Linked DNA regions of Sus scrofa: region 2 is linked to region 1. The links are chromatin contacts, called in public HiChIP or PLAC-seq maps. All regions are on one chromosome and are shown on one strand. The core of a region is the stretch at or near the end of the contact, and the rest is flanking DNA. Distances in the headings are between cores, read along the strand shown.

Region 1 (3,818 bases), core at 454-2,953:
TTTCCCAGAGGGAACAGGAGAGAAGCTGAAGGAAAACAAAGCTGGAGTCAACAGGAAATGCCAAGACCCAGGGGCAGTGAGCCAAACTGGCTCAAGTCACTGTCCTGAGAGACCCAGGAGAAGGGGCGGGGTGCAGTAGAAACTGGGTGCTATTGCCTTTTTAGGCCCCAGGAACTCCCTCTACCCTGGTCTCTAGGGGTGCTGACTCTCTGGGGATAGTGGCTGAGTGGTTGCATCATTATCTTAGTGTGATCCATCTCTTAATGGCTCATTTTCAGGCTCCATGCTGAGGACTTTTTCACACATCTTCATCCCCAGTGCCCCACAAGGTATTCCTGTTGGAGAAAACTGAGGACCAGGGGGGTGAAGCCCCTTCTCCTTCCTGACCAAGTTCACACAATCAGGAAGTGGCAGAGCTGAGATTCCAGCACAGGTCTGTCTGATGCCTGTGTGTCCTGGCACAAGTGTCTTGCCCTCTCTGAGCCCCAATTTCTCATCTGTAAAGTGGAGCTTTTGTTGGCACTGCCCTGTGGGAGTGATTTGGAGAGGACTCTGAGGTTGGGGGTGTCTGTAAAAGACTTACAAAGGGAGTGCTCCATAGATAGGCACTCAGGGACCCAGATTTGGGAGAGGAGGTGGGGCCTGGTAGACCCTGCTCCTCTAGGGTGGGAAGGAAAAAACGGGAACCTCAACCACATCCCCACAGGGGCTCAGGTTTCTGTTTCACTCTGGGCCTGTGTGGCCTCCAGTGGCTGGGTGGGAGGGAGGACATTGGTGCCAGCATCCGGCCCCCTTCCCCTTCCCCCCACCACCAGGCAGAAGGAGGAAGGGGAAACTGAAAGGCCTCCAGTGGGAATCTTGTTTCTTAGGAATGGGCAATCTGCCAGCCCAGTTCTCCAGAAAGGGAGCACACGCAGGGGGTTCCAGTGCTGCCTGCGTTGGAGTTCACGTGGGCACCAAAAAGGGGATCCAGAGAGCCCTCCAGACCTGAATCACAGGAATCACTAGAGAGAGGGCACTACCCCCTATCTGAGATGACATCCACAGTCCCCCTCCAGACCTGGGGATGTAAGAGCCTGCGCTTCCGGCGCCCTGTGGGGCTGAGTCATGGCACCAAAAACGATCTGTCAAGAGGCAGATGGAGCGGGAGGAAGAGAAGGACTCTGGTGGTGAAGTGGGGCGCGGGGGGGACTCGCCTGAATTGGACCCCCCAGACTGTCCCCAGTGAGGGGGGCGCTGTCCTGCCCCAGGAGGGAGTGGACTCAGCCGGACTGGGGTCTCTCTCTGGCTGGTGGACTCCCCTTGGGTCTTTTCCTCCCCTAGTCCTTGGCGCTTCCACATCCCCGCCGCCGGGTGCTTCGGAGAGTCAGTCTCTCTTCGCGCCCCTTCCTCCGCGCGCCCTCTGCTGGGTCACAAGAAAGGTACAGGCTGAGTGTGCTCTCGGAGTCCAGACCTGCCTCCCGCACTCTCGTCCTCAAGCAGAGTCAAGTCGCCGCCGCCGCCACTGCCGCAGCGTCCCGTATTACTATTTCATGTTTATTGAGCGCCCCGGAGAGAGGGCGCCAGGTCGGTCAACCGCAGGCTGAGGACGAGGCTCTCGCCCACCCCTGATTGGGACCAGGCCGCTACTTCCATCCTCGACCCCACCCCAAACCCCAGCCCCCAACACCCCCTCTCCCCCGCCCCGGCTGTACATAGTGGAGAAGGGCCACCTGGCGGATGGAGAGGAACTTGGCGGAAAAGTTGAGGACGCGGAGTTCCCATCTCGCCTCCTCGCACGCTTGCCCATCATGATGCCCATGCCAGGGCCTCCCAACACCAACCTGAGGTTTTATTTTTTCCCGCTTTTTAGGAGCGCACCAGTGGCATATGGCAGTTCCTAGGCTAGGGGTCGAATCGGAGCTACAGCTGCCGGCCTACACCACAGCAACGCAGGATCCGAGGGGCCTCTGCTGCCTACACCACAGCTCATGGCAACTCGGGATCCCCCACCCACTGGGCAAGGCCAGGGATGGAACCGGCATCCTCTTGGATACCAATTGGATTCGTTTCCGCTGCTCCGCAACACAAACTCCCCAACCTGCGTTTTTATTCTTTGGCTTTCCATTCCTGCCTAAGAAACCGAGAGACAAGTGATTTGCCCAAGGTCACACATCGAGGAAGGGCAGAATTGTGGTTAAAAACCAGGTTTCCTGGACTTCAGGCCAGTGGGTGAGATTCAGATTGTAGCCCTGCTGACTGTGTCGCTCTGTGACCTGGGGCTAGCATTATTCCTCTCTCTGCCTCATTCTCTTTATCAGTAAGTCCTGCTGAATAAGATCTGCCCACCCCCAGGGCTGCAGTAAGGCTGGCGTTGGGGCCAGACAGCCGGGAGATAGTGTCTTGAGAACTTCACTTCCTCAAAATGTACTTCCTTAGCAGAGGGAAAGGGGGGAGTCCCCCAAACCACAGTCCTGGGCCCTGGCTGCTAGGGTCCCCCCTCTCTCCCCAGCAACAGATTGACCGCAAACTCCTCTGAGTTGCAGGAAATTAGGGCCTTGGGCCTGAAGGAACTAGATTGACAGAGGGAGGACAGAGTTTGGGAAGATGTCTGAGCCCACTGTTTTCACTCATGAGTAAGAGCCCCAAACCAGCCTTTGCCCTTAACTTGCCATGTGACCTTGGGAAAGGATTTCATCTCTCCTGACCTCAGTTTCCTCATCTGCAACAGAGCCATTTATTCTGCAACTTTTTTTTCCTGCCGTGCCTGAGGCATGCAGAAGTTCCCTGCCCAGGGATAGAACCCTTGTCACAGCAGTGACCCAAGCCACTGCAGGGATGACACCAGACCCTTTAGCCCCTAGGCCACCAGGGAACTCCCCACTCCATAAACATTGATTGAGCATTTTCAGGCTGGTGTGAAGAATGAAATGGCCCCAGTCTCTGCTGTCCTGGGGTTCCCAGACTAGGTAGTGAGGAAGAAATAGCAAGTAAAAGCATTTGATAATTCCAGATGGTGACACAAGGGACATAAAGAAATGAGGGACCCTGAGGTCAGGGAAGGCATCTCTGAGGAGGTGACATCTGAGCAGAGACCTAAATGAAGTGAAAGAGAATGCTATATGGGTGCCTGAGAGTTGAGAATGACAAACAGAGAGAACAGCCCGTGTAAAGGGTCTGAGGTAGGAGTGTGTCTCACATGTTGGGGAAAAAGCAGGGAGCACATGTGGCTGAAGCAGAGTGAGCAAGGGGTGCTGGAACGAGATGAGGCAGGGAGGTGATGGGACAGATCAGGAAGGGCCTTGTAGGCCATGGTCAGGGTTGGTTTTACTTATTTACTTATTTATTTATTTAAAGGGCCACACCTGTGGCATATGGTGGTTCCCAGGCTAGGGGTCGAATTGGAGCTGCAGCTGCCAGCCTACACCACAACCACAGCAACGTGGGATCTGAACTGCATCTGTGACCTACACCACAGCTCACAGCAACACTGGATCCTGAACCCACTGACTGAGGCCACAGATCAAACCCGCATCCTCATGGATCCTAGCCAGATTCGTTAACCTCTGAACCATGAAGGGGACCCCTTTTTTCTTTTCTTTAAGGGCCGCACCTGTGGCACATGGAAGTTCCCAGGCTAGGGGTCAAATCAGAGTTGCAGTTGCCGGCCTACCCCACAGCCATGGCAACTCTGGATCCGAGCTACATCTGTGACCTATGATGTAGCAACTCCAGATCCTTCACCCAATGAGCGAAGTCAGGAATCGAACCCAAATCCTCATGGATACTAGTTGAGTTCCTAACCCACTGAGCCACAATGGGACCTCCGAGACAACTCA
Region 2 (3,818 bases), core at 902-3,401, 120 kb after region 1:
CCCACCCCTGCCCCAACCACCCTCACCCTCCAGCTTGAGCCACGATGGGCTGTGTGTCTCCTGTGCTGACCCACCTTTTCTGGGCCTGAGCTGCCACCACCCCAAGCCCCCAGGGACCCACCTGTGGCTGGATACAGTAGAGGTTGCTGTATTTGATCCACAAGAAGTGGACCCGGCCATGGCTCAGCAGTGGGGCCAGGGCACCCTCCTCCTCCCGCTGCATAAGCAAAGGCATGAAGTGCTCGATCTCGCTCATGGCCACGTCGCCCTTGTAGTTGCGGCTGATCAAGGGCTGAGAGTGGACAGAGAAGGGCTGGTCACCTCTGGGATCCAGGGACATTCCTGCCAGAGGCATCAGAGCACGAGGCTCTGAGCCCACTTGCTGGCTAAGGGGTGTGGGCAAGGCTCTGCCTCTCTGCACCTCAGTTTCCTCTTCTGCAAAATGCCAGGATATTTGTGGATTTATTTATTTATTTGTTTGTTTATGTCTTTTCTAGGGCCCCACCCATGGCATATGGAGGTTCCCAGGATAGGGGTCCAATTGGAGCTGTAGCTGCCAGCAATGCAGGATCCGAGCCGTATCTGTGACCTACATCAAAGCTCAAGGCAATGCTGGATCTTTAACCCACTGAGCAAGGCCAGGGATCAAACCCACAACCTCATGGTTCCTAGCCAGATTCGTGAACCACTGAGCCATGACGGGAACTCCTGTTTGATGATTTATTTCATTGTCACCACAAGCGTGAGGTTGGTGATCTCATCATTTCCATTTTACAGATGGGGAAACTGAGGTATGAATCATCTCCACAGTAAGTGGGGAAGCCAAGAATTGAATCCTGGCTCTAGAATTCCTGCTCTCAAGCACGGCTTCTATCACCAAATAGGTAAGGTAGAGATGATGAAAGGAAAGAAAGAGAGGAGTTCCCACCATGGCACAATGGGATTGGGAGTGTTTCTGTGCAGGTTTGATCTCCAGCCTGGGATGCAGGTTTGATCTCCAGCCTGGCACGGTGGGTGAAGGATCTGGTGTTGCCAAAGCTGCAGCACAGGTCACAACTGCTGCTGGGATTTGATCCCTAGCCCAGGGGAACACCATATAAAGGGAAAAAAAAGGAAAGAAAGAAGAGAGAAAAAAAGAAAGAGAGAGAGAGAAAGAAAAGAAGGAAGAAAGGAAGGAAAGAAGAGTTCCCTAGTGTCTCAGCAGGTTAGGGGTCCACCGTTGTCACTGCTGTGGCTCCAGTTGTAGCTGTAGCTTGAGTTCGATTCCTTGGCCCAGGAATTTCCGCATGCCATGGGCGTGGCCAAAAAAATAAAGAAAAAACAAAAAAAGAAAAATGATTATACCCATATACATCTTCTAGTTCATATGCTCTGTCTGGCAGGCAGTAGCAGTCAATAATAGTAGTACCTACTTGGGGAGGTTATGTAGTCCAGTGTTTTAGAACCCAGCGGGCACTAAGCAGGTCCTCACACACCTTAGCTTTCAATATTATTATCAGGAATATTACTCTCACCACCACTATTATTATTGCTATTGAATGACATGACAAATGGGAGGGGATTCCAAGAAGGGACAAGGCAGCCTCAAAGGATAATTAGGGTCTTCTGCCTGTGCTGTTCTCCCCAAATAATAATATGGAGGATGATGATAGAAATAATTTCAACAGATTAAATGCCAAATGTTTGCAGCAGGGGAACTGTGCTAACTAATATACAGACATGGGGTTGTGTTCTTTCTTCTTGGGTGGGGACTGTCTTATTCATTCCCATTTGCATGGACAGTGAGACTGAGGCTCAGAGAGGCGAGGCCCCTTGCCTCAGACACGCGACTGGTAAACAGCGAAGGTGGGATTAGCGCGGGACACCCAGGCCTTGGGGGAGGGGTGTTCCTACACACCAGAGCTTTCTGGGGCCTCGAGACCCGGAGGCCCGCCCCTGGGTCGGGGAGAGCGGAGCCTCACCTGTCCGTCCCCTCCTCCCCGCCCCCAGCCTCACCTTGCCCTTAACGTCGAGGATGAAGACAGCGGAGGCGGACATGGTGGCGGCCGGCGGACTAGGGAGGTGGGAAGGGAACTCCAGGAGGCGACAGTGGCGCCGCTTCCTTCTTCCTGCGGAAGCGCCCGCGCGCAGGTGAGGACCCAGGTGAGCGCGTCTTAAAGGGGAGGTCTCCAGGTGAGCGGCGCTGTCGGCCGACGAGAAGACGCTGCGAGGGCGGAGCTTCGGCTGGGACAGCTGCCCCGCCTCACTTTCCCTTTGCATCCTGGAGTGTCGATGGGCTGGGCGGAGATCTCAGACCAACCATCTATCCATCCAGCCAACAAACTATTCATCCATCCATTCATCCATCTAACCATCCAACCAACCACCACCCAGCCACTCATTCGTTTCTCTTGTCACTACCACGCGGGTATTCATCCCATAGAGCAGGGACTTGTGTTTTTCATGCCTGGGGCCTCAGTGACTAGTGCTGGCTGGGTGCTCAATGTGTGCCTAATTAATTAATACCCTACATATTTACTAATTAATGTCTTCATTCACTCGCTGATAAATTCTTCCACTCCATGCCCGGAACTGCGGCTTTTTTTTTTTTTTTTAGAGCCGCAGCCACAGGCATATGGAGTTTCCCAAGCTAGGGGTCTAATCGGAGCTACAGCTGCCGGGCCTACGCCAGAACCGCAGCAACATAAGATCTGAGCCGCATCTGCGACCTATACCACAGCTCACGGCAATGCAGGATCCTTAACCCACTGAGCAAGGCCAGGGATCGAACCCGAAACCTCATGGTTCTTAGTCGTATTTGTTTCTGCTGTGCCACAATGGGAACTCCCAGAAACTGTGGTTTGCATGCTGCACAGGACAAATGTAGCTGCTTTTACTACTATTCCTAATGTTACTCTTTTATTAAAAAAAATTTAGGGAGTTCCCTAGTGCCCTAGTGGCTAGAGGACCCAGCATTGTCACTCCTGCGGTGTAGATTCTATCCCTGGCCTAGAACTTCTGTGTGCAACCCAAAAAATTATTTTTGTAATTTTTCTAATTTTTTATACAGTTTTGTTTGTTTGTTTTGTCCTTTTAGGGCTGCACCCATAGCACATGGTGTTTCCCAGGCTAGGGGTCAAATTGGAGCTGCAGCCACCAGCCTACGTCACAGCAATAGAAACTTGGGATCCGAGCCGCATCTGCAACCTACACCACAGCTCACGGCAATGCCAGAGCTTTAACCCACTGAGTGACACCAGGGATCGAACCCACGTCCTCATGGATGCTAGTCGGGTTCATTAACCACTAAGCCAAAACAGAACTTCTTTTTATATAGTTTTTAAAGGTCACACTCCATTTACAGTTATTACAAAATATTTCCTATGTTCCCCATGTGTTGTAAATACAGCCTCGTAGCCTATCTTACACTCATTCATTTGTGTCTTGCCTCCCCTGCATTGCCCCTCCCCACCAATGGCAACCGTTTATTCTCTGTATCTGTGTCTGCTCCTTCTTTGTTGTATTCATTAGCTTGTTGTTGTTGCGTTTTGGTTTTATGGGTACACCCTCAGCACAGCAGTGACAACGCTGATCCTTAACCTGTTGAGCCAACAGAGAACTCCAGTTTGTTGTATTTTTTAGATTCCACATAAATATCGTACAGTATTTGTCTGTCTTTGTTTAATTTTTATTTTATTTACCTAACTTTTTGCAGGTCACACCAGCAGCTTATGGAAGTTCCCAGGCTAAGAGTCAAATTGGAGTTGCCACTGACAGTCTACTCCGCAGCCACAGCAACGCAGAATCTGAGCTGCCTCATAGAACTACCCCGCAGCTCA

Evidence for each region. HiChIP or PLAC-seq counts read pairs in DNA pulled down with a chosen protein or histone mark.
Region 2: a contact with region 1 is called in an H3K27ac HiChIP or PLAC-seq map of alveolar macrophages. The contact joins the promoter of AP1M2 here to the enhancer-like site in region 1. A contact is called at or near these places in 2 of 5 promoter capture datasets (fetal liver and fetal skeletal muscle), 3 of 47 Hi-C or Micro-C datasets (alveolar macrophages, embryonic fibroblasts and epiblast stem cells) and 1 of 2 datasets of contacts at active chromatin or transcription factors (alveolar macrophages).

Annotation. Positions count from the first base shown.
Region 1 is chr2:69,227,513-69,231,330 of Sscrofa11.1, forward strand. It overlaps a transcript of PDE4A not described here. Among named protein-coding and RNA genes, the nearest start is that of CDC37, 17 kb to the left of the region's middle. Within about 2 kb of position 1,704, at least 33 of the 83 cell types and tissues checked have an H3K27ac peak or open chromatin away from gene starts, as enhancers often do. A contact at or near this core is called in alveolar macrophages and fetal liver, where this site is marked.
Region 2 is chr2:69,351,755-69,355,572 of Sscrofa11.1, forward strand. AP1M2 (AP-1 complex subunit mu-2) reads right to left here and starts at 2,152. Exons shown (of 11, transcript XM_021083790.1): 1 at 1,996-2,152; 2 at 136-292. The coding sequence starts at 2,037.